Linked DNA regions of Mus musculus: region 1 is linked to region 2. The links are chromatin contacts, called in public Hi-C maps. All regions are on one chromosome and are shown on one strand. Each heading gives the region's core, a stretch centred on a gene start, on an enhancer-like site or on the middle of the called end of the contact. The rest is flanking DNA. Distances are from core to core; before and after follow the strand shown.

The links. A called contact is a pair of places that touch in the nucleus more often than the background predicts.
Region 1: a contact with region 2 is called in a Hi-C map of the G1E-ER4 cell line, with 3 times the contacts expected there. The contact joins two enhancer-like sites. A contact is called at or near these places in 2 of 39 promoter capture datasets (cranial neural crest and liver), 7 of 484 Hi-C or Micro-C datasets (the G1E-ER4 cell line, Th2 cells, embryonic stem cells and 3 more), 3 of 115 datasets of contacts at active chromatin or transcription factors (CD8 T cells, acute myeloid leukemia and embryonic stem cells) and 4 of 9 other capture datasets (adipose tissue, liver, macrophages and 1 more).

The regions. Positions count from the first base shown.
Region 1 is chr3:79,330,360-79,336,144 of GRCm38.p6, reverse strand. Gm40072 (a long non-coding RNA gene) reads left to right here. Exons shown (of 3, transcript XR_867363.1): 2 at 1,145-1,274; 3 at 1,914-1,940. Among named protein-coding and RNA genes, the nearest start is that of Gm40072, 3.3 kb to the left of the region's middle. Within about 2 kb of position 2,349, at least 5 of the 459 cell types and tissues checked have an H3K27ac peak or open chromatin away from gene starts, as enhancers often do. A contact at or near this core is called in the G1E-ER4 cell line, where this site is marked.
Region 2 is chr3:79,246,648-79,252,547 of GRCm38.p6, reverse strand. 4921511C10Rik (RIKEN cDNA 4921511C10 gene) reads right to left here. Exons shown (of 3, transcript NR_045502.1): 2 at 3,987-4,371. It also overlaps a transcript of Rapgef2 not described here. Among named protein-coding and RNA genes, the nearest start is that of 4921511C10Rik, 37 kb to the right of the region's middle. Within about 2 kb of position 4,212, at least 65 of the 459 cell types and tissues checked have an H3K27ac peak or open chromatin away from gene starts, as enhancers often do. A contact at or near this core is called in the G1E-ER4 cell line, where this site is marked.

The DNA.
Region 1 (5,785 bases), core at 1,100-3,599, 85 kb before region 2:
TTGAACTTACTGCAAACTAAAATTACTCTTCTTGACATGCCTGATTTGGGGTGTATGTGTATTCACATATGGATGGATTTAGGTATTTGGACATGATTTCTGTACTACATTAGTATGCATTGCCTGGGTTTTTTTTCTCTCTCTCTCTCTCTTACTTTGAAAATATAGATCAAATGTAACAATTTACTTTTATACTATAGAACTTAAAACTGAAAGAAAAAAAAAACTACCTCATCCATCCAATTAAAATGTTAACTATATAGTTGAAAGGTTAATTTTGAACTTCCTTCCTGATGGAATGATTTAGGTCTAGGGCAAGACAGATTTTTATAGACCTATATAAACCAGGCTGTCCTTGAACTTACAAAGCTCCACCTTCCTCTGCCTCTATCAAGATTTTATGTTTTAGTAACACAACTACTTGGTGGGTTTTTTTTGGTTTGGTTTTTGGTTTTTGGTTTTGTTTTGTCTTGTTTTTTGATGATTTTGTTGAGATTTTGACTAGTTAGAAAACTATCTAGGGAGACTTAAAGACATGTTTAAGTCTTTAAAATGATCATTTTATAAGCAACTATTTAAAAAGATTTCGATTCCCTGTACACCTGTGACTAGGAACACATGGAGTTGTGTGTCCAAATCTCTGTAGTATGCACAAGACTGCAGAGTTGTAAATGTGTAAATGCAACACGTGCAAAGTGGCCAATACGTGCTGTCTCATGCAACATACATTATATAGACTGTCAATATGCAATACATACTATATATAACCTGTCAACATATAAAATGGACACTGAAGTTCTTTTGACATTTCTGCTATTTTGAGTCAATACAATTGAGATTAAACACCTGCCATTTGGAGTCAAATGTCTATTTGCTTGACTACGTCAATTATATATAAGGGGCTTATTTCTACATCAGAAAATAAGTCTGCTTCTGGTGGTCACTAGTCCAAAATTTATAAGAGGTCAAGTGCTTTTATTCTTGTAACTGCTGTAGATGTATTAGCCCACTGAGCCATTAATTCTAAAATGTGGCTCAAAATTAGAAGCTGAGTTGACAAAGACCTCTGTGTGGTTGTTCTGTGTAATGATGCTAATGGTTGCTGTCTCCTTTATATGTGAATGTATGCTTATCCCTGCTGCAGATTAGTGAATTTCTCAACTGTTGTTAGAGGAGCTTCTTTTTGCAGAGGATGGTGATTAACAAGAGACCCACAACTGGTCATGGTGCACAGATGCTCAGCCTGTCTCACACTCCCTTCTCCCGAGGCTCAGGTATCATCATGGGATCAGAGCTGTAAAGGATGTAAGAGCCAGAGGTTGTGGATTCCTAGGCGACAGTGAGACAGTGTTTACCAGGCAGAGGAGGGAAGTTACCCATACGAACTCACAGTGGATGTGGCATTGTGCATAAAACCCGTGCAAGCTCAAGCCAGACCAAAGCCCAGCACTGAGAAGTGAGCTCAAAACTCTCACTGTTGGTTGAAAAGCCTTTGGCAATCAATAGCTAGTGGGAGAAGAAAAGTCAGTTTTCTTTAAATGTTTGGCCCCTAGTGGGTTGACCATACTTTAGTGAATGACGTATACCCAAGAGTTCTTAGACAGCACACATTGTACACACTGGGCTTCCCAAGGGGAAGAAAGTGGTGGGGACCACAAGGTTGGGTAGGTAAGTAAAGAGTGGTGGACCTGGGGGGAGTTGGGGGATGGGTGGGGAGGGGAATATGATCAAATGCCTTCTCTGAAATTTGCAAAGAATTGGTAAAACTTATTGTTTAAAGAAGGAAGAAAAAAGTTACAATAAGAAAGAAATAAAAAAGAAATAAATGCAAGAAATAAATAAAAACCATTTATACACACACAGATTTGCATGTCTACCATTTCAAAAACTCTTTTTTTTTTTTTTTTCCACAGTGCTAGAGATGGAACACAGGACCCCACATGGCTAGGCAAATGCTCTGCCACTAAGCTACATCTTTTCAGACTCTTCACATTCTCTCTGGTTTTCTTAGGGGCCCAGTTTATATCAGACTTTGAATTAGAAGCACTCCTGCCGGGTCCCGATTGGCTACATTTTTGTCTACTAATGTTTATCGTCCATATCAGGAAACAGTCTACAGGAGCAATCTGTCTCGCTCTCCTTATCTACTTACTAAGTCCCTGTCACTTTACAATAGATTCTTGGTAATCTGAAAAATGCCAAGGTGCTCTTAGATAAATGAAACCCCAAGCAATGAGGAAGAATTGGCAACATACTTTTGAGAAGGGTCTGAAGAACAAGCAGGTCACAGTGAGTTCTCAACTAGGCTGCCACTCCCTGTGCTTTGCTGAGCCCTGGCCTAGGATCTGCACAGCCCAGTAGTTAGAGACTCGATGTTCCAAAGGCCATGATGTAATACGTGTCACAGCACAAGCGTGTCCCAGAGAAAAAGCAGAAAGGAAAAGTGACACAGCGCAAACCATTGGCATTTAGAGAAGGAAAGGCTGACTGTGAGAGGGTGTCCACCTTCTTTAAGGGATGCTGGCTCATTCAGGTGATCGTACAGTCCATAGAGATGTTGTTTTGGCTTTCTCTAGGTGGTCTAGGAATAGAAGACATCCTCATGCCTCTTCCAAAACTCTGCACTTGAGATTAGCCAAAAGAGACTGCCATTTTATCTGTACAGAGAGGACTTGGGTTTCCTCTGTCACTGTCCTGCACTGGTACCAGAATGCTGGAACCTTACAGCGAAAGCTTGTCATCATGGCCTAGTTCCCACTAAACTTCAAAATGCTCAGTTACCTGGAAAGGGTTCTCAGGAAGTTTCTCAGTATGCAGCTTTGTCTCTTTCATCGCGCAGAAAGCAGCCAGCCTGTTCGCAAAGGTTTTCCCTCCTTTAGGAATCTCTGTTGGTTTCGAGCCAAGTGGCTGTGAGCCCAAGGTAATAGTAAACCCAGGCCGCTGACACTGGTCGGCTTACAAAGATGTTGTCAACAAAACATGTTTGCAATAATAACTAACATGGTTTTTTTTTTAATTGAGATAATTTCCCAAATAATAGTTTTAAGAGTTATTTTAAGTTGAAATAGGAGGTGTATCTCAGTGGTAGTTTTTAACCTAGCTTGCCCCAAACTGGAAAAAAAAAAAATTAGGGGCTAGAGAGATAGCTCAGTGGTTAGGAGCACTGGCTGCTCTTCCAGAGGACTGGGGTTCAATTCCCAGCACCCACATGGCAGCTCACAACTGTCTGTAACTCCAGTCCTAGAGGATCTGGCACCTCACACAGACAGACATATAATCAAAATACCAATCATACTAAGTAACTAAATCTTAAAAAAGAAATACATCAATGCATACAAAGCACTCACGCTTTTAGTTGCAGAATGTGATTTAACTGACTTAATTACAGATGTTGGGATGGGGAGAGGGGCCAATAGCTCAGCCGTCGTCCAGCATACACTGGGTAAGATGGGAAGCAAGGACGAATAAAATGAAAGAATGCACGTCAACGTTATCTTGGATAAGAAAACGAAATTAACTCTTCTTTATTGATACAACAATGGAGAGGGAAATCCACTGCTATTACAAATGAGCTGAAAGCTAGATTCGCAAGAATAGCTAGCTGCACAGCTCACACAGCTGTTTGCATTTAGTAGAAGACAGCAGAGGCTGGGCTGGAGAGATGGCTCAGTGGTTAAGAGCACTGACTGCTCTTCCAGAGGTCCTGAGTTCAATTCCCAGCAGCCACGTGGTGGCTCAGAACCATCTGTAATGGGATCTGATGCCCTCTTCTGGTGTGTCTGAAGACGGTGACAGTGTACTCACATATATTAAATAAATAGAAGAGAGAGAAGAGAGGTATGCACTTCAACAATCTAGTGACTGCATGCATTAGGATGCAAACAGTCTCTTCCCTGAAGACGCATGCAACTGTGTCCCACCTCAGGTTCAAGCTCTTTCTACAGGAGTCATCAGAGTAGTGGCGGCGGCAGTGGCTTTCACGCATCTGCCCTCTCTTGCGGCTGCCTTCCCATCACAACCTTTTTCTGCAACACAGCCGTTTAAGTTCACTTTGCGTGCCAGAACTAGATGATTGTTGTCCGACGCCGCCACATCCTCTACGCTCTGCCGGGACTGCTCATGCAGCCGTGTGGTTGGTTTCCATCTCTGGTCCAGGTATACTTTCTTGATTTATATATATTATAAATTACTAGACACTGATTGTCACCAAAATAATTTTCTATTGTAATTTTATTACAAACTAATACAGCTTTCTGAAAAGTTACCAGAGAAGAGATGTAACGAAGAAGAGGCACTGTCACGTTTCAATGGTCTACATTCATTCAACACACATTCGTCATCATCCCCCACTCCCCCCCCACCACCACACACACACCCTTTTTTTTCTTTAAAGATTTATTTATTATTATAAATAAGTACACTGTAGCTGTCTTCAGACCCTCCAGAAGGGGGAGTCAGATCTCATTACGGGTGGTTGTGAGCCACCAAGTGGTTGCTGGGATTTGAACTCTGGACCTTCGGAAGAGCAGTCGGGTGCTCTTACCCACTGAGCCATCTCTCCAGCCCCACACACCCTTTTTTAAAATAAGTAATCTTAAAAAGCCTGCTGGGCCAATTAAGCTTTTTTTATTTTTCTATTCTTTCAAGACTCTAAGACATTTTTATTGACTACCTAATATTACTGCAATAGCTTTAAGTTATTTTTGGTTTTACTATTATTTACATGCACATGTGGAGGTCAGAGAGCAGCTTGAGAGAGTCAGGTCTCTCCTTCCACCATGTGAGTCTCAGGAATGTAACTCAAGTTGACAGGTTTGGTGGCAAATGCCTTTACCTGCTGGGTAGTCTTGCCCACATCCCACAGGTTTAGAAATGATTGGGAGAATATGAATAAAGGTCTAAAACATAGATAAAATTTAACAGTGTTACATGGGGTGGTGACTACGTGGTTTTGAAGCCTAGTTTTATTTTTATTAATTTTTTTATTTCTGGGGACAAAAACCAGAGTCTTGTCCATGTTAAAATGTTCTCTGTCCCCAAGTTCCACGCCTGTCTTTCCCCACATAATCTTGAGCACAGCTTGGGATTTTCAGGTAACTTTCCCTGAAGGCATTTCTTCTTTAAAATGCCCTGAATTTTTATCATTCTTTGGGAAACACTGGTCACCTGTTCTCAATTTTGTATACTTGGGTCAGGAACTACTTAAAAATGTATGAAAAAAACCACATGAATTTTATGTCCGTCTGGAAAGCAGGATTCGACTTCCATAGATGTCATAGGGTCCACGTGCACACTGCTCCATAGCCCCGAGGGTGTCCCTGCACAGAGGACGCAGGGGTGAGTCACTGTGGTGATTATCCGTAAGAAACTGAGCACCTCTGGATCTAAGACAGTCTTCTTTTTATAACAGTCCCTGGGACTCAACTAAAATACAATTCATTATTAGCTGATGTCCTCAGAGTCGATTCAGGTCTTTGGTCCTGAGTGGTTTCTCTTGACCTTGCTAGAGAAGCCTCAAAATAAAATGAAGGATAACATTAGTCAAATCTGTTTGATTTTTGTCAGCGTCTGGACTTCATTCTCCTCACTGGGTGGCAAAACCACCTGATTGCTTTATTTTGTTTTATTATTTTATTTTATTTTTTATTGCCTTTGTGCATTTACTGATAATCCTTGTCAGCCTTGAGAACAGAAAGACACGGTGACTCCCCAGCTTTAGTACCAGGTAGAGAGGAAGTGGGGAGAGCGATGACAGCATTTTCCACAAATTCCTGATGGTCTAAAG
Region 2 (5,900 bases), core at 2,963-5,462:
GTCAAAAGAGAACTTGCAGGAGTTGTCATGTGGGTCCTGGGGATTGAACTCAGGATGTCAGGCTTGGTGGTAAGTGTCTTTACTGGCTGAGTCCGTCAACATTGTCTTGTTAGGTAGCCAAGGTTGGTCTCACTCCTAATCTTCCCATCTGAGATCCACAGGTATGTGCCACCATGACTGGTTTTGTTTTTGTTTTTAATAAAAATATTTTTATTTTAGTATTGCTAGTAAAGTCTCAGTAGTAAGATAGCCATCTTTTTTAGTGTTTACATACATATGTTCAAGAAGGTTGAGAAAGTGGCAGGTGAGATACTTAAAAAACAATTTTATCTTCCCAAAAAAAGGAAGAAAAAAAAAGCAAGAAAAAGAAAGAAAGAAAAAGAAAAATCAAAACCTGAGACATCTTTCACTCTGGAGCAGCAGTTTTTGGAAGTTGGATATTAATCCCACTAATATTGTCATTTCTAAAATAACTTTGTGATGTGTCTCTTGAAATCACCAGATGCTAGGTTGTGGTAACAGCTCCATGTGTCAAAAACACCAAGAGTTCAGGGTGTGCTGCAGTCTGGGGAAACAACTGGATAAATAGGGTGGTAGTGTAGAGGACTGTTGTAATTATGGGGAAGCTCCGTGAGATGCTGTCAGCATCAGGTCCAGTAGATGAGATAGGAAACAGTATAAGAAAATGCTTTACTAGCCGGGCAGTGGTGGCGCATGCCTTTAATCCCAACACTTGGAAGGCAGACGCAGGCGGATTTCTGAGTTTGAGGCCAGCCTGGTCTACAGAGTGAGTTCCAGGACAGCCAGGGCTACACAGAGAAACCCTGTCTCAAAAAAACCAAAAAAAAAAAAAAAAAAAAAAAAAGAGAGAGAGAGAGAGAGAGAGAGAGAGAGTGCTTTACTATGAAGGCTGGGAGGAGAGAGTCAGCTGATGACAACTACATACATTGTTTAAGGAAATCTGTAAGCACTGATGTTGAATCAGTGCATACGTAAGTGTTCTCTCCATACAGCAAAAGTGTGTAAGTATTCAAAACGATTTTAAAGCAGTATGAAGAATGACTCCCTTCTGTGTGTCCATTCTCTAGCACCCTTTCACATACTTGAGAAAGTCTCATGATGCTAGTCATTTGCTTAATTACCTATTTTAAACAAATGGGATCATTCTGCATATGTAGCTTTTACCCTTTCGTATTTCTGTGAGCTGACCTGTCAGCGGGTGTGCAGCCTTCCTCTGCATGCGTGTTGTTTTGGCAGTCCTTAAGGTGGATAGTTAAGTATTTTCACAGACTTTGAGTACACATACCGTGTGCATGCATGCATTTGTAGATTGCCTTAGTCCGTGTTCTGTTGCTTTGAAGAGGTACTATGACCATTGCAACTCTTATGAAAGGAAGCATTTAATTGGAAGCTTACTTACAGTTTTAGAGGTTTAGTCCATTATAATTATGGCAGGGAGCACCATAGCATGCGCACAAGTGTGGCAGCAGTATCTGAGACCATTACATCCTGATCCAAAGACACACACACACACACAGAGACAGAGACAGAGACAGAGACTGAGTGAATGACTGGGACTGACTTGGGATTTTGAAACCTCAAAATCCACCCCTTAGTGACACTTCCTTCTTCAAGGGCACATTTCCTAATCCTTCTAATCTGTTCAGATAGATCTATTCCTTATGAGCCTAAGGGGGCATTCTCATTCAAGATACTGCAAAGATATATTTTGTGAGATGATTATGGATTCAATTCCTACTAGTGGAATTGCTGAATGTGTATGCATATATTTAATATTTTGCTAGATATTGCCACATGGCTCATGGAATAAGCAGTACCTATTTATATTTCTGACAACAGTTTGGAAGAATCCAACCCTGCAATGAATTTTAATAAACTTTCAATTTGGCTGATCTGAGAAATATATTAATGTTAGATAGCATTTCCTTGATTGTGATTTTGATGTATTTTCCTATTTTTTACTGGATGGTATTAAAAGGTAGTTTCAATAGTTTTATTTATTTCACCCAGAAATATCTATTTTCCTTTTATACAGAGAATGCTATTTGGAACAGCTTTTAAAGTGGTTTAATGTGGATATTTATTTTTCTTTCCTGTGATGTTATTTAGAACCTGTAGATCATAGTAATATCATGCTTTTTATTTCTTTCTTCTGCTAAAGTCAGAAGATAATTGATTTTTTTTATAAGTTTGACAAGTGAGGACCATTTTCTCACATATATTGAAACTCAGTAGATTTCTGATGAAACCAGTAAGCAGTTTATTTTGAAAATAAATTATGGGATGGAAAATCCTACAGGCACGTTGGCAAGTGGTTTGGGGCAGATGATCAAATATTTCAGTTCTATGTCTACATTTTTTGAGTCAGTTTCACACAACAGCTGCTGTGGGGGAAGGGCTGACTTAACTAGAATACTTTATGATTCCTTCAGAAATGGAAAAGAAATGTATTTGGTTACTGAGGGTAAAGTGTATTGCTCAATAAATAAAAGATCATCTTAAACAATTCTATAGTTTAGTTTTTTTTTATTTTTAGTATTTTGAATTAGTTTTCTATCTTAGTAATTGTAGTACTTATTAACAGTTTCTGGCTTTTTTTTTTCTCGTGCCAGGGTGTGTGTTAAGGCCCCGTGGGATCACCTTTGCTGTGCGATGCTCATCACCCACTTTCAGAGGCATGGAAGCACAGTGGTTGGTCAGGCTGCTGCAGTGGTCAGAGGTGGGGCTTGTGGACAGACTCAAGGCATGGTGACAAACCTCTGTAATCATAGCACATGGGTGGTTGAGGCAGGAGTCTAGTCTGAGCTCCATAGGGAGATGTTGTTTCAAAGAACAAACCAATACATAATGAAAAGCCCAAACCAAAATGGTTTTCAAGTGTTGTGAGAATGGATCCCAACAATAGGGAAGGGCGTACATTATTTGTTCACTGAGCCTGTTTTATCAACATAGATATTTATTATAAAAACAAGAATCCTTATGCATTTTGTAATAAGTCAGGAGGATTTTTTTTTCCTTTCTATTTCTGTTTCCCCTAATCTCCATATTTTCATTTTTTCTAATTTTGCTTTTGAAAAATGCTGGTGTTTGTTCTACTTTTGGTGGAAGCCTTTCCTGTGTAGTCTTGGGAAGTCTGTGGAATAGATGTGCATTGAGCTTTGTTTAGGGAGCTCTGGGGAGTTGGCTCAGTGATTAAGACCATTGCTGTGCATTTGAGAGGACCAGAGTTTGGAGCCTTACAACTCACATAAAAGGCTGAGAGTGTGTGTGCCCACTTGTTACCCCAGCACTTGGGTAGAAGACCCTTGGCACACCCTGGCTAGCCAGACTAGCTGAATGGGCGAGCTGTGTGGGTTTAGTGAGATACTCTGACTTGGTCAATGCAGTGCAGTGGGATTGAAGAGGACCCCCAGTGCTGACTGACATCTGCCCTCCACTGGTTTTCTATGCCACACACAGACTGTTCTGTGTGAAGAGCTGTAAGCTGTGTGATCAGCGTGGTTACCTTCACAGTCGCTGTAGCTGAGTCAGACGTTATATCTTCGTAAAACTGCTTATCAAAGAGGTTTTACAAGGTTGTTAGAATGACTTTTTAAAAACAATTGTTTCTCTTTCTCTTTTTCTTTCTTTTTTTTTTGTCACTGTGTCACACTGTAGCCCAGGGTAGCTTTGCTCTCTACATCAGTCTTCCTTCCTCCACCTTACAGTAGTGCTGAGACTTACAGGCTGCACCACAGCACACAGGGCCTCTGCATGCTCAGCAAGCATGCAATACATATATATACTAAGTATACAATGTTGGAAATCCAGTGTGGCTATGAGTTTATAAGTGATTCATGGGACACCCTAACTTTTATGGATTCACATTAGGTACAGAATGTAAGCTGTTGAAGAATTATTAAGATGGCCATTGGCGTATTTCGTTAACCAAGCTTGGATTGTATTAAATCCTACTGTTTCCTTACCGGTTTATCCTTGTACTCCGGACCCTTCAGTCAGTGCCTTATCTTCTCAGACGGCTGACTCTTCCGACCTGCGTTTTCTTTGACAACCTGAGGATTAGTGGTAGATATCCATCCTTTGGCATTTCTCTGATGTTTTTCCTCCTCGATGGGCCGTGGTTATGGGTGCTCCTGAGATCACAGATATAAAGAAACCACTTCCCGCTTCACATTGTTGGTGCAGACCATGACTGCTGGCTGAGTTAGCACTTGTCACGTCTCTTTCAGAACATGCCCTGACCAGAGCTTCTGTCCTTTGGATGCAAGTCTCTCAAGGGGTGGAGAGTTAAGCTTCCTTCCTGGAGGGAGGATGGAGCGTCCGTGTAGACTGCAGTACCGCATTTGAATTCTGTGAATTAGATTTTATTCATCTCAGCATGGATTTGGGCATAGTGACTCTAGATTATCACATTACATGGTATTTCTCACACTTTCCCAGCCCTTTCAGCGCATTCCTGTCCACACAGTGCTGTGGGCTCATTTTCCAGTCCAGCCCTAGGACCAGGGAGATCTTGAAAGAAGACAGGTTCTTTCTAGCACCAGGGTGCAGGGAGTGTTGTTGCTTCTGGGATGTTCCTTCTAGCATCCCCTCACAGAACCAGAAACAGATGTGCACAGACTGGCACGTGCTAAGTGTAGGTACTTGTGCTGTCAAGGCATGCATGACACTCTCTTATTTTTAGTTCTGTGCTGACAGGTAGCTAGTTCGGGACCCCACCCAGTGGGCAAGTACTCGTCCCGGAACTGTATTCCCAGGCAGCGGCTGGGCCTTTGAAGCTTCCCTGGGCGATTTTAATTTGGAGCTTAGTCTGAGGACTGCTGTTCCTCACTTTACAGAAACACAGATGAGGATGCCTTATTATTAAATATTAAAATCAGTCAATTGTATGTGCGCGTGTGCGCATGTGTGGACATGTTTGTGTGGCCATGTGTGCATGTGCGGTAAGGGGCCAGGAGAGTCAGAGTCATGTAGTAGTAGTCATGTCTAGCCACGACCTTGTGATCATCCTGCCTCAGCCTCTTGTCTTTCAAGTGCTAGGGTTATAGGCATGCACCACCATTCCTGGCTGAGTATGACATGGCTTAGTAATTGAGGAATATAGTTAGAGACTAGAGGGGTCCTTTTTCTTTAGATCCTTTTTTCTTTAGACTGAGCCTCCAGTGTCTGTATATGGTGAGGAACTATCAGCACAGGAGGGCTGAGCTTTTCCTGGCATGTATAGCATCCCCACCCCCAAACCCTGACATCGAATCTTGCTGTTTCTTTAAGAAAGGATCTATCTAGACTTTAGAAGAAAGGTAGGGCGTTCCAGGAAGGATGCTATGTAAACTTATAAGTGAAGGTTTGATTTTAAATTCAGTTGAGAATTAGCCAACTTTACAATAAGGTGAACACATTTCAGTACGTGGAAGGAAGGAAGCATATATGTTAGCTGTTTGTTTAGTGTTTGAGGGAACAAAGAACTGTGCTTTAATTTGTTACACTGTTTCTAATCCTCTCAGTCCCTAAGTGCTGCCGCTAACAAGGGCATGCACGCTGGCTGGTAGATAAAGACTTACCTTTTAATAGATGATTGATAGTCTCCTTTAGACAGGAGTGCTTTTAGTAAGTTGGGGCTATTCTAGCTCCAGGATCTTAGGGTTCCACTGCTATTAATATATGATGTTATAATTTAAAGAAGTGAATGTTTTCTCCTAGCGGTCAGAATTCTCTGTGGACTAAATAGGAGACTGTCAGTCTGTAGTAGGCAGGTAGGATTTAGAAAGGACAGTTACAGTAGCTGGTTCCTTCCCTTACTGGAACCTCTGTTATGTGGCTTTTCCTCTTTGTTCTCTAAGGAGGAAAGGAAGCAAGCACACTGTATTATCGACTAACAC